Linked DNA regions of Macaca fascicularis: region 1 is linked to region 2. A link is a contact called in public Hi-C data. All regions are on one chromosome and are shown on one strand. The core of a region is the stretch at or near the end of the contact, and the rest is flanking DNA. Distances in the headings are between cores, read along the strand shown. Region 1 overlaps SRGAP2 (SLIT-ROBO Rho GTPase activating protein 2). Region 2 holds the start of FAM72A (family with sequence similarity 72 member A).

The links. Hi-C and Micro-C count contacts between places; a contact is called where the count stands out from the background.
Region 1: a Hi-C map of liver shows a contact between it and region 2, with 2.3 times the contacts expected there. The contact joins the enhancer-like site here to the promoter of FAM72A in region 2. A contact is called at or near these places in 2 of 2 Hi-C or Micro-C datasets (liver and skeletal muscle).

Annotation. Positions count from the first base shown.
Region 1 is chr1:64,200,781-64,207,304 of T2T-MFA8v1.1, forward strand. All of the region lies in intron 4 of SRGAP2 (SLIT-ROBO Rho GTPase activating protein 2), which reads left to right. Among named protein-coding and RNA genes, the nearest start is that of IKBKE, 90 kb to the right of the region's middle. Within about 2 kb of position 5,166, at least 3 of the 6 cell types and tissues checked have an H3K27ac peak or open chromatin away from gene starts, as enhancers often do. A contact at or near this core is called in liver, where this site is marked.
Region 2 is chr1:64,038,749-64,046,057 of T2T-MFA8v1.1, forward strand. FAM72A (family with sequence similarity 72 member A) reads right to left here and starts at 1,411. Exons shown (of 5, transcript XM_015449113.3): 1 at 1,171-1,411; 2 at 1-478. It overlaps SRGAP2 (SLIT-ROBO Rho GTPase activating protein 2), which reads left to right and starts at 460. Exons shown (of 23, transcript XR_012432330.1): 1 at 460-570; 2 at 2,352-2,960.

The sequences.
Region 1 (6,524 bases), core at 3,916-6,415, 170 kb after region 2:
GGAGAGGGGTCCTGGATTTCACTGAACCAGAACTTGATGGGTGGTTTTGGTATTCTGTGACTTAGGTAGTGAGGAACCTCCTACCTTTGGATGTTTCCTTTATGCCCACAGTCTAACCATTTCCTAGTTGTACAGCCAAGAAGGATCTTTTCTGTTTAATCGATCTGGAGGAATAGAAGGTAAATGTATCCTCCTTATTTTCATTCTGCCACCCCTACCTTCATCATTTCTTCCTTTCTGCTAAGCATTTTTTATCATCTTTCTTTGTTTTGTTTGGGGAGTTTTGTTTTTTTGTTTTCTTTCCTCAGGAAAGCTGAATTATTTCTTACAGAGTCATTTAGTTCTTACTGAAACTGGGGAGGAAAAAGATTATGCAACAGCAGGCATAAGGAAAAACAGAGAACCTTCTTCCCTTCGGGCCCACAGAGCCCATTGGAGGGGTTCAGCTACAGTCCTGCCTGGGAAGTAGTTTCCAGGACCTTCACAATTCCACATAGCATCTTTAACATGTTTGAGAGTACGTAAGGAGGCAGCATAGTGCTGTGGAAAGAACACTCAAGTGAGTGTTGAGGGGGCTGGACTCTAATATTAATGTTAGCCAACATTTATTGAACAGGCTAGGTGCTAGATTCTGTTTAAAGCACTTTATATGGATTATCTCACTACTCTTATTATCCTATTTTACACATGTGGAAGCTGAAGCACAGAGTATTTAAATGTAATTTACCCAAGGTCATCAGTTGGGGAGTAGAAGTAGGATTTAATTCCTGCTCCAGAGCCTACATGTTGAGCTCTCTTTTAATACTGCATATAGTCCCTGATAGGCTACTGACCCTGGAAAAGTTATTTCAACTTTTAGGGCTCATTGGTGAACCATAACCAAAGGGAGCTCATTGTGGCTAACCTCTGATGGAGTTTCCACTTTTAATAATTTATATGATGAGATGCAGCTATATTGTTTAGTTCTTGTCATTATGTGAAAGCATAGTGTTTAAATTTTGACCTCATTGATTCAGCAACTTACTATTTTATGGCCACTGTGCACAAAGCAGTGGGCTGGGTACCACAGAGGATTCAGAAAAATGCTTAAAAAGTTAAAACCTATCTCTTCCATTAGCTTTAGATGGTTTCATATTGTAGTTGCTTTGAGGATTTTTTAGACTAAGTTTTTCAGATAATTAAACAGGAATCAAATTCAAAAACTATTCATATTCCAGAAGAGGAATCCTGAAACAGGTATTGGACCTTAGACTATGTCAAGTTTCTGACATTTTCTTTTAAAATGTAACTTTTGTCACTAGGATGGTTTATATCCATTAACTCCTGAGTGAAGGAGCTTCTGGTGAGATTATTTTTTATGGTGCTTACAAGCTCAAGGGATTCTATAAAAATGGAATGTGACTGCTTTGGGAGTCACTAATACTGAAGCTGGATCATTATAACCTGAAATATCCATTAGTAACTTAGAAAGGCAAACTCAAAGAATTTACTATGTAATAGCTGGATTTTTTGAAATCAGATTTTTTTTTCTGGCAAGCTGGATTCAATATCTAGCTTTCTGTGGAGTTAGGTTATGGTGTGGAAACCTCTTGGCTGGGACAGGAAAAAAAATTGATCTTAAACTAAAAAACTAACTTAAGATATTCCATTTCTGGTAATACCTTTGAGATTGGAAGAATTGCATTCTGATGGGCCCAGACGTTAGATTAATGTCCATCTTTCTCAACAGATTGTAAACTTTTAAACTTTCTGTTTTGCATTCAGACCACAAGTGCCTGACACTTCATAGATGTTCTATAAATATTTGCTCATGGACTCTTTACTGCTCACTCCCTAAAATCCAGCCATTTCTCCCTTGCCAGCGTTCAATAATTGAACCTGCTTTGAAACATCTGATCAGCCACTTCAAGAAGGCAAGTTATTTTAGCTCCTTTCTAAATAAGTTAGTGGGCTACAGTCCCTAAACCACTATTTTCTTTATTAATTCCTCAAGTACAGACTTTTGTATATATCCGGTCTTTTTAAACCTGTGTATAATGACTCATTAATGAGTTGTAAAATAAATTTAGTGAGTTATTACCGACATAAAAAAAATAGAGAAGGCCAGGCACAGTCGCTCGAGAATATAATCCCAGCTACTCTAAGAAGCTGAGGTGGGGGGATCTTTAGGCCAGGAGTTTGAGACCAGCCTGGGCAACATCACGAGACCCCATCTCTAAAAACCAGTTTTTAAAAAATTAGCCAACCATGCCTTTACCAGCTACTTGGGAAGATGAGGCAGGAGGATTGTTTGAGGCCAGGAGTTTGAGACCTGCCTGAGCAAACTCAGTGAGACCCCATCTCTACAAAAATTTAAAAAATTAGCCAGTGTGGTGGTACACATCTGTCGTCCCAGCTGCATGGGAGGCTGAGGGAGGAGGATCACATGACATTTGAGCCCAAGAGTTCAAGGCTGCAGTGAGCTATGATCATGCCACTGCATTCTAGCCTAGGCAATAGAGGAAGACCTTGTATCTAAAAAGAAAGAAAGAGAAGAAGAAAAAAAAAGAAGATAAAAGAATAGGAAATATCATAATGGACAGCACATAAGTGAGAGGTGAAGCCAGCTGGACTTCCTGGGTCGAGTGGGGACTTGGAGAACTTTCCTGTCTAGCTAGAGGATTGTAAATGCACCAACCAGCACTCTGTAAAAATGCACCAATCAGCACTCTGTAAAAACGCACCAATCAGCTCTCCGTGTCTAGCTAAAGGATTGTAAATGCACCAATCAGCACTCTTAAGAGCTGTAACACTCACTGTGAAGGTCCACAGCTTAATTCTTGAAGTCAGCGAGACCAAGAACCCACCGGAGGGAACCAACTCTAGACACATAAGTACTTTTATTATAGACACATATTATGCTGTATTGCAATAAAAAATGTTTTTTTTTTGTTTTGTTTTGTTTTAACACCCTAGCCTAACCTGTCTTCAGAAGGCAAAAGCACCTCTGGTGTCCCTACTGTGGCATCTCCTAGCCTACCTCTCTATAAAAGTTTTGCAATTAAGTATATTTGTGTTTTATACATCCTTGGGCTTCACGTAGTTTAAGTTCCTAACTGGAGTTTGATCTTTCTCAGAGCCAAGTCGTGGTATCCTAACCAATGAATGAATGCTGAATAGAAAGAGCTCTGCTTGCATATATGCAGGTAGTGTGGTGGAGGGGAAATCTAGAAGTCATTTCTCAGCTCTGACCTGCGGGATCATCACCCCTTGAATCCCCAGAGCCTCGGCATACAGCCTCACACTGGCATACAGCCTCACACTGTACCACCTATTTTGGTGGTCCAAGTTAGGTGAGGGAGAGGACCAGACACAGTGCTCACCATCACCTAGCACTGGCCGTGCTACTAAACAGTCATTCCTTTTAGCGCTCTCCTCCCCACCAAAAGCATTTCAGGCAAAGCGCCAGCTCCTGAAATGTGGCCTCTTTGAAGTGGTGAGTGAATGCTTCTGAAACCACCACCTTATGTATGGTGGTGCTTCTGCTGCCAGAGCTTAATACAGGGTCGTGTTCCTTTCCTCTGAAATCTGTAACATAAATTCAGTTTTAAACTGTATTTTTTTTAACAGTTGGTCTCTGAACAATCTTTAGGGTGGGGAGGGGATACTCGTGGTTGTGGGGGAGATATGTGCCCTTGAAAACTAGATTCTTTTTTGGAAAACTGCTGATACAGGCTAAATGGCAGAGAACTAAATGACCCTACTGTTCCTACCTGCTGACAGGCTCAGCCTTGGGATGGGGCTGAAATGAGCTCTTGCCACATGGCAGAGACATGCCTTCCTCTTTTTCTTCTTCTTTCATACAAATAGGAGGTAATTTTGTGCCTGTCAAAAAATACAGCTTTGAGACGTAGATAACCAATAAACAACAGTCCCCCCCCCCAACTTGGAAAGCACATGAATGCTGATCTAAATAACTAGAGAATCGGTAACAAGTAACCTCCCTGTTGAGAACAGGTCTGAAATCTCTTTCATAGTTGGTGTTCTTTGGGAAACGCTGAAAGACAAACCCATCCAAGCTCAGGAAACGTGCTGATTTAAAGAGGTCCAAGGAAGAGTGACCAGCCCAGTGGCCAGGCATCCCAGATGCCTAGGATTCTCATGTTTCCGTACATATCTGCTGTTACATCCTTTCTGTGAGCAAGGAGGCTTTGGAACATTACAGTCTTGTCTTGGGGAGATGAAATGACACTGTGCATTTCAGTTCTGTTTCCAATGCTGTTATCTGTTGGAAAATGAAGCTTTCCTACCCATTTTGTCAGCATAAAACTGGTAGGAGCTGTTGCAATCTCATTGTCTTCTGATCAGCCCCTCCTTGGCAGCAGTCAGAGTGGACGCCCCGTGAAACACACTCTGGCCAAACGGTTGTGGTGAGTTTCAAAATAAGAGATCCCAGCCTGGGCACACCATCACACTTCCCATCCCATAGAACCAGCATTGTTAACTGTGCCACATCTCTATTCTAAATTTAGGCATCTTTTTTTTTTTTCCAGGCAAAGATTACTATGCAAACATTTAAGAGAAAAACTTTGTCCAAAGTAATTTTTTCCCCCAACTTCTATTTGGTTTCCTGCAATGTTTAGATGACTCATTCTCTTCCAAGAAATTTTAAAGAAAAGAGATGCAGGCTGTATGTTAGTACACAAAGACTGCTCTGTAAATTCTCTTTTTCTTCCCTGTCTAGAAACCTCTTGCCTTTTTATAGAGAACAGAAAAGCTCTACAGTCTTCGTTGTCATGTACTCGGCCTCATCAGGTTTTGTTGTTCCCGGGAATAAATGTCCCCCTTGTCTTTGGGTGGGGCCCCCTTGTGGCTAACCAGCTCTGTCAACCCCGCTGCAGTGGCCAGCACGGAAGCCCTTCCTGGGACCACGCTTTCCCCCAAAGGCACACAGTTAAGGTTTCTGAAACAGAGAACGAATAGCCTTTTATCATCTGTGAAAGGAGAGACACTGGCAATTTCCTGCCTCTGGCCTAGTGTCAGAATTTCTCCTGATTGCTAGAGGCTGTATTGTACATTTTAAGTGGGCTCGCTACACATGTATTCCCAGCCCAACCCTCAGCCAGAGGGAGTGGTAAGTCAGATCACTTCAGCAGCCTGTTCAAATAAACAGGGATAATCGCTGAGTGGTCCTCCCAACTAATCAGTACATGAAAGGAAACATCTGCCTGGGCTTAATTGCTGTTTTTTTGGTTACTCTTTTCCCTCCTCTTCTTCCCCCATCCCCCATTCTGGGGCTAGGTTATTTAAGTCATGGGTAAGCAACAGGGTAGAGGAATAGGAGCTTTCTCCTTTAACCTCTGCCATTCAAACAGAAGGAGGAGTTAAGAAACGATAGGAGGCTAGCAGGGGGAGCTGGCCCGGAGGCAGGAGGGCAGGGCAGTGGGAAGTGATACTCATGGTCACTTCCTGACCCTGTTGCTGACTCTGGGGCTCGGAGTGAGTCATGTTGCCTCACTTCACCTCCTTGGGCCTCTTGCTTCAGTGGAGCTCAGCTTTTCTCTCAATGGAAAGGAGAGGCTGGTATGTGAGATCACAGATGAAAGGCATTCCCTCTTGTGACTTCTTCCAGCAGTTGAGGTCATTGGATGAGAGACCCTGGGAATGGTAAATTTAAGACTGGCAAGATGCCCCTGAACCCGTCCATTTTGTAGAGCATCTGGGTCGCCTAGGAGAACTTGCTCATTATCTTCTAAGCCAACCAGCGGTACACTAAAGGGAGTGATGTTTGAAGATAATATGGACTCTAGAAGCCAGGCAGAAGATCATGTAGAATCATAGAATGGCAGAGGTTGGAAAAGACCTTAGAAATGTTTTAGCTGAAGCTTTTCATTTTATAGAAGGGAAAACAGAGGGCCAAAGAGTAATGTCCAGAGTTATCTCTTTGGTAATGCAGGAGCCAGGAATAGAAAGAGAATCTTATGATTGCAAATTTAGGGCTCCTTCCACCCCTTTCCCCACTATCAGATGTAAAAATTCTTGCCTACTCATGACAGAGGCTACACATAGGTTATATTCCATAATGAATACCTTAATAGAAAAAATGGGCAGAGAACACCTTAATAGGAAAATGACAGATTATAAAAGAAAAATGAAAATGACTGATAAACATTTTTTAAAATGCTCAGGCTCACTAGAATCAAAGGACTGCAAATTACAGGAGGATACCACATCAAATTATCAAGACAATAAAATGTGAAATAAACATTCATATATGCTATTGGTGTTATTTTAAATTGGTACCGTTTTTCTCAAAGGCATTTTAGTGGTATAAATGGTAGTCTTTGACCCAGCAATGTTATTTCTAGGAGAAAATAATGAAAGGTGTGTGCATTAGATCATATACAAAGTAATGTGATATGGCATTTTTTATCACAAAAATTTAGAAGCAAAGTACATGTCCAAGAATGGGAGCTGCATCAATATAATGTATTATAATGCTATAGAAGAATAATACATGTGGAAATGTTTACAACATATGTTTA
Region 2 (7,309 bases), core at 161-2,660:
GCCGGTTTCGGGAGGTTTCGGCAAACCCTCCCTTTGCCCTAGTGAAAGTGGCGAGGCACGCCCTTACCGCTTCTTATTGGAAGAGGTTCTACAGTCCCCACCGCTCTCTACTCTCTATTGGCTAAAATTACCCGCAACACCCCTCCTCTCTACCCCGGCCCAATTGGCCATGCCTTAGCTCAAGAGTTTGTGTTTGGTCGTCGGTTCCATCTTAATCCCGCCCATCAGTTCTACTCAGGGGTTCGACAGCCCCGGGTGGAGCTTAATCTGTGACCACGCCTCGGCAGTGCTAGTCACACCTCCAAGTTTTGCCAGCTCCTCCCCCTCATTCCGGGCCTCTTGGGATCAGCTCTTCCTATTGGCTATGGGCCCCATCGGTCGATAGAAAACGGGCGGTGATTGGTAAAGGGGTGGGCTCTGCTTCCCGGCGGGGTCCTGCGGAGTTGGCGGAGGCTCCTCAAGGGACTGGGGCAGCGGTCTGCGTAGAAACGGGTGGCGGGGAAGAGAGGGGAGGAGAGCTCTGAGTGGGAAGCGGAGCCGGGGGCCTGGGACCCGTCGCGTCAGAGCCAGGTAAAGGCTCCTTCCCTCTTCCTTTTCTTCCTCCCGGCCGCCGGGCTGGAGCCCTGACTGAACAAACCCGGGCTGGGGCGGGAAGGAGAGGGCGCGGATGCTGCTCGCGGCATCGCCTTAGCGGTGCCGCCCGGAATCCCTCAGACCGCCCCCCCTCCACCCTCTCCAAATCTCCCAGTACAGCCCATAATACTTCTCAGGACTGCGAGTCTCTCCGCCCATCACTGTACAGCCTGGGACTCTGTCCTGGCTCTCGGACCGCAGCCTAGCCCGCACCCAGCCGCCTCTCCCGTTCCTCCGCACACGGGCAGCCGCGGTCCGCCGTGGGGCGGTCGTCGTTGGCATCGCGCGTAACCATCGACCGGCCTCCTCCACTGTCTCCCAGCCCTGGCGGACAGCCCGGGTCCCAGCCTAGGACCTAGGAGGATGGGTGTTCGCTCAGCTTCCGGGGCTCTCCCCCAGTCCCACCCCCCGGCCCGCCCCGATGGACTTCTCTTCGCCCACTCCCTTTCCTAGACCATATCTCGGTCCCCACAGTTCCTGACATCCTTGCGCTTCACGCGACATCGCGACCCAAGATCGTCCCCCAATTCACCTCACCTCTAAGGCAGCCTTCTCCTTGCCCCCTCCTGCCTTCCGAGCGTGTGCAACTCCGTTTGTCCCCGGGCTCCCTTCCAGCCTCAGGACCCCATCTCACACCCGCCTCCCGCTTCCCGCCCCCCTGAAGCCCGCCGCCTCTGCTCCCTGTCTTGCTCCCTCAGTGTGGCCCCTTCCTCCAGCCGTGGGAAGTGGGAGACGCTAGCGGGAGCTTCCTCCTCCCGGAGCTCGGAGGAAAAGGAACGACCAACTAGGAAGGGTCGCTGCTGCGGCACGCGGGGGAGCTAGACGCCGGGCTCCGCGCTCCCGCTTGCGTCCCTCCCGCCTCCTGGGCCTGGTCCGGGGCAGGATCTTCTCGGGCACCGCCTGGTGCGAGGAGTCAGGACTGCGACCTCACCGACCTCCCCCCATCCCCAGCCTGGGATTGGGTGCGATATCTGGGATCTCTGGGCTTGGGTGGGAAAAAAATTTTGGAGGTGGCATTTATAGTCACTATCGTCCCTAGCTTGGGGGAGGCGACGGCTGCCTTCCGCTCGCCGCCCCCCGGTTTTCCCGGCTCCGACCCTATCCTCTAACCCGTTTCCTGCTTCAGCTGACCACATTGTTTTCCTGGATGTGTCCCGTGCCGAGCAGGCTTTTTCCTGCAGATTTGCCCCCCCTCACCCCGCCACCAACATTTTGCTGCCAAGAGAAGCTAGTAACCAAAAACAAAACAACTGGGAGGAGGGGCGGGAGGAGAAGAAAAGTTGTGCCCGGGTGGCTTGTCCCTCCCCGGCTTTGATCCCCTTTGATGTACAGGGAGGTGCCCCGGCCGGGGGTCTGGGGCCCCGTCCGGGGCTAGGTCGGGAGGGCTCTCTCAGGCTGGCCGCTGCCCAACGCTGGCGGGGCTCGGGAGGCCACCGAGGTGCCGCAGTCCCCGCCCGGTGCCCCGCGTTCCTGCAGTCCCCGCCCGAAGCCCGCGCAGGCGGCTGCTCCAAAGTGTTTTCTTTCAGCCTTAAAACAAAATCCGGAGGGAGCTTCCTTCCTCCCCACCTCGCCGCGCCGGGCTCTGCGGGCCAGGAGGCGTTAAGCCGACAGGAATGGGCCCAGGGCGGGCTCGGAACGACGTCCCCTACCCCACCCCCGCCGCGATTAGGATCTGCGCTCTGGCTGATCGCCCCCTCCCCCTTTTCCTGCATTTACAGGCAAGTGAACCGGAGCAAACGACTTCCGATCCAGTCTGCGCTGCTGCGGCTCCCGTTTGGGATTTGATTTGCAGCATCTTTGAGCCTCTACGACAAAAAACCGCGAAGCACGCCCAGCCCTCTCCCGGTACCCCGAAAAGCACCCACTCCCTCCCGGGGACACAGCTGGGCGCGTCCACACCCCCGCAGCCCCACACCATGTTGTGCGGAAGGACTTCCACTCCCTGCCTGTGTCGTTGATGTCAGACCCCAGGCCAGCCTCCGGGCGCTGCAGTTCTCCCGGCTAATGCTGAGGCTGCGGCTCCGGCTCTAGCACAGGCACCAGCCGCCGCCGCACCCGGCCCCAGCGCCCACCGTCTGCATGTGCCCGCCGTAGCCGCCTGCCCAGCCCGCAGCCCGCGCTCCACGGAGCGCTGGAGACCACCGCGGGGGGCCCCTTGTGCCCTCGAGAGAAGCGGTCTTGGAGGTATTGATTTAGGTGTTTGGATTTTTTCCGTGGATCTATCAATTCACAATTCGAATTTGGAAGAAAGAAGGAAAACATGACGTCTCCAGCCAAATTCAAAAAGGATAAGGAGATCATAGCAGAGTACGATACTCAGGTCAAAGGTAAGGGCTTTGAAAAATAGCACACTGCAAATGCTCTGTGCACTGGTGAGGCGTGTATTTCCACCGTGATTTGCAGGTTGTTCATTTCTTTGGGTGGAGCAGATGGGGGCAGGCTGACCCCAGAGGTGGTTTGTTTCATAGATGGGTCTGAACCTCCAAAGGATGGGCAGTGCCAGGGGCCATTGACACTGGAAAGGAATTTTTGGAGTGGGCTGTAGGAGTATCTTTGTAGGGCTGACCATGATTTTGGCAGCCCTTTCCCCCAAGCTGGACAGGGTGGGGGGAGGGGCAGGAGGCTCTTAGAGAAAGGCACAATTTGCCTCCGGTTCTCTGGGTCAGGTTTCCTTAAAAGACAACTGAAATCTGACAGGTGTTTGGACGTTTGTTTCAGAGATTGAAGAGGAGTCCAGACAGAAAGGCAACCTTGAGAAGGTGTACCATTTGGAGAGCCTTGGGAGAGGCGGGGTTTTTCAGATGCACTGTATTAAAACATGAGATTTGCTGTGGCATTGGCACCAAAAGTCCATTGCCACCTTGGGTGCACCTTGCACCTGCCTGGTCTCTGGTCGGCCTGCATACAATCAGAGACCATGGAATAAGGCCACCAACGCCCGGTCTCCGCCCTCACCTAAATCTGAATAGAGTTGTTAGGGTAGCCGGTTGGTGCTGATTCTGGAAAATGGGAAGACATAATTGTTTAACCCTTCTGTGCTGTGACCCTCTGCTCTAGAAGACATGCTTTTAAAGCCCCATTTCCCTCTCCTGAAAAATGTGAAGGGTAAAGCAAAATGAGGACTAGGAGAAACCAAGTGACCTGTCTTCTCATCTGGTCGACTGTCTGACTTGACTCATGAATAAGAGCCCTTACTCAGATAGCGTTTTTTAAACCAGCACTTCCCATAGGAAGGGTTCCTGCCTGTTAAAAGAGCTGCAGCATGTGTTTGTGCAAGGCACTGTCCCTTCCTGGTCAGTCACTGGAAAGAGCCATGTGGCTCCAGCCCATTGAGACCTTAGCTGGAGAGTGGAAGAGGTGGGTGGCCTTGAATGTTACACCACATGGTTGGAGCTCTGGGTTTTCCTTTGTTTCAGAGTACAGAGGGAGGGGCCCCTCCTTTCCCTGCACCAGTGCAAGGAGACCTTTTCCTATCAGAGAGGACCTGGGAAGGGCCATGTCTCCCCTCTAATGATTGCTGGGGGTTGGGGGTAGGGGTAGAGTTTGAAATGGGCAGCTCCCTTGTCTCTTGGAAGGTTGGAAGGTAGTCTGAAGTCCTCATTGTACCTACAGGATCTTTTTTATGTCATTAGTTTGGTCAATGCTGGAGGTACCCTAAGGGGCCTTCTATCCACTTGGATGAAAACATTGGTAGGTTTATTACAGAGATGGGGGAGTTAAGTGATTGATAGCTTCAGTTGAACTGGGATTGAGAGAGGTGTGGTTGTGAGTTATAATTGAGGTCTTGGCCTCTTGTCACTGTTCATAATCCAGGCCTGTTTTTGTAAACAATAGGCCACTGACCTCCGTGTCCTGTCCAGATGCACTGCATTTGCTCTTGGAATCCCCCCTGCAGTTTTAACCAGATATGTCTTTTTTTTTTTTGTACACATCCTATTCTTAAACTGTTGCCGTCGGGAGTGTTAATAACTTTGATCTTCCCAGATTTCTCTCCAGAAGCATGCCATTTGACTAAGGTGCAAAGTGATTTTAAATGTTTATTTTTTGGAAGGTTCAAGGCAATAGGTGTTAATAGAACCATATCTGCCAATTTCTTTTTGGCAATGGATTTCTCAAGAGTGTCTCAAAATTAAACACTTCGGATATTTACAAACATTGCTCATTGAGATGATGTAATGCAGATGGCTATTTGGGTTTTCTCTTCAACCTTGCCACAAACAGGAGACTGTTTTGCTTTGCTCTGATATTTTTCCATTGATACTATTCAGGATCATAGAATTTAATAGGTGGCTGAGCATGATGTCTTGTTCTGAGAAGGTGCCTGATGAATGCTTATGGAACTGATTTGAATAGTTTAGTCCTTCATTTTACAGCTGAGGAGAATACAGAGAACTGAAGAGGCTTGTCCAAGGTCACACAGCTAGATGGTGGCAGATCTGAAACTAGAAGCAGGTTTACCAACTCTCAATTCCCTATTCTGTATCTTTACTATGAAACATCATCTGACCAGGGTGGGAAAAAAATAAAAAATTCTTAAGGAGCCCAAATCTGTCAATGAATAATGGTAGTAATAATGATAATGATAATAGTAGATTACATTTTGGTTGCTCATTATGTTCCAGTCTGTCCCAAGTGCTTTAAATGAATGGTCTGGTTTAATCCTCACATCAACCCAGGAAATGGGTATTATTATCACCTTCCATTCACCATATAAGGAAACTGAGGCTTAGAGAGGATGAGAAGCCCTTCCAAAGTCACACAGCCAAACCATGGCAGCTTGACTTCATTCCTTTATTTATTAACTATTTATTGAGTGCTTGCTATGTGTTCTGGGGATTGGCAATACAGCTGGGAAGAAGAAAAAGTCTCCACCCTCGTGGAGCTTATATTCTGGAAGCTGGGCTCTCTATGGAACAGCGCAGAATTTGCAGACAAAGGGCCTGCGATCTGATTTGGCTCTGCCCCCCACTAGCTAGAAGCCCTGGGTCAGAATTATTATGAGTGTCAGCTTTTTATGTGTTATATGGGACTCATGGTGCTGCCAGACTTACTTCTCTTACAGATGCCAAGACAAAAAGAAAATCACTGTAACAGCTATGCCGTTTGGTTTGGTGGTTAAGTGCAATTTTTAGAGTCAAAGGGATTCAGGTTTAAATCTTGGTTCTGCCGGTTGCTAGCCTTTCACTTCGGGCAAGTTACCTGACTCGTCTGAGCCTCAGTTTTCCTATTTGGAAAATAGGTAAAATAAAATAGATTTCCTAAGGTAATAGTGAGTTGTTGATGAGATATATAAATTATTTAGAACAGTATCTGGCACTTGTAAGTGCTCAATAATGGTACGGTCTACTCTGTGAGCCTTTCTTTTGCTGAATTGGGCTGACTATTGAGACTGCATTGCATATTCACTCCCAAAATGCCAGCTATTAAATGATAGGAAATAAGTCAAGGAATGAAACTTGAGTTCTAGCTTAAGTTCATTTAGTCGTAACAAAAGATCTCGGGTCAGTCACTTAAACCCTCTGGACATCAGTTTCTTTTTCTGTTAGTGAACAAGTAAACTAATTATTGGCCACTGTGGTTCTGCATGTCTTTGACCAGAGTCCCAGGTCCTGTTTTTTCAGTCAGAATTGTTTGAGTCAAATGGACTCTAAATGGGACCCTCATCTCATGGGACCCTTTCTGGGACCCTCTCTATCCCTTGATTTTGCCTCCCTATAAACTACCTGCTTGCATGTGCCCTGAGGAACTCCTGAGGCTTCAGCCCCAACCCTACCCCAGAGTGGTTTTATGAGGGGTGTGCCTTCTTAGTCAGCCTGTGTTGTAGTGTCTTTTTAAAAACCATCATTGTTTCTGGTTTGTGGGTGCTCAGATTCCTTTGAAAGTTCATGCCTCTCGATGTCTGACTGAAAGCAATAATATTCTTAGTCTTTTTACATAGCTCTTTCCAATTTACAGTGTGCTTTCATATGTGGTTGTCCCTCAGTATCCTCAGGGGATTGGTTCTAGGAGTGCCCCCACTTCCCCCAGGATACCAAAATCTTCAGATGCTCAAGTCCCTGATAAATAATGGTGTAGTATTTGCATACAACCTATGTACACACATCCTCCTGTATACTTTAAATCATCTCTAGATTACTTATAATAGCTAATACAGTGTAAATGCTATGTAAATAGTTGTTATAATGCTTTTAAAATTCGTATTATTTTAAATTGTTATATTGTTATTTTTATTGTTATTTTTTTTTTCCTGAATATTTGCTATTCCCATTTGGTTGAATATGTGGATATGGAACCTGCAGGTATGGAGGGCTGATGTACAATAATCTCTGGAAATTCTTTACAACCCTGGTCGTATTCATGGTCATAACCTGAAGCCTTTGGCCTCTAGCCTGTTAGCTTGTTGCTGGGATTGGAGCAGCGAAAGTGGTAAGGTGCAGGGCATGGTTACCAGGGTTGTGAATCTGGGTGGTATTTGGGTGAATACACATGACTGCATACAGTCCCAGCTGTTGTTCTTTCCTTATTTAAGGCCCCTTTCCTTTACTCTCTCCATACCTTGAGTTTTTACAGTCTCCCAGAAAGCTTGAGATTGACAGTTCATGCAAATATTCCAGGAGAAATAGTCTGAAACAGAGTGGCACTGTATGCTGAGCAGTCACATTTTCTTTCTTGAGAA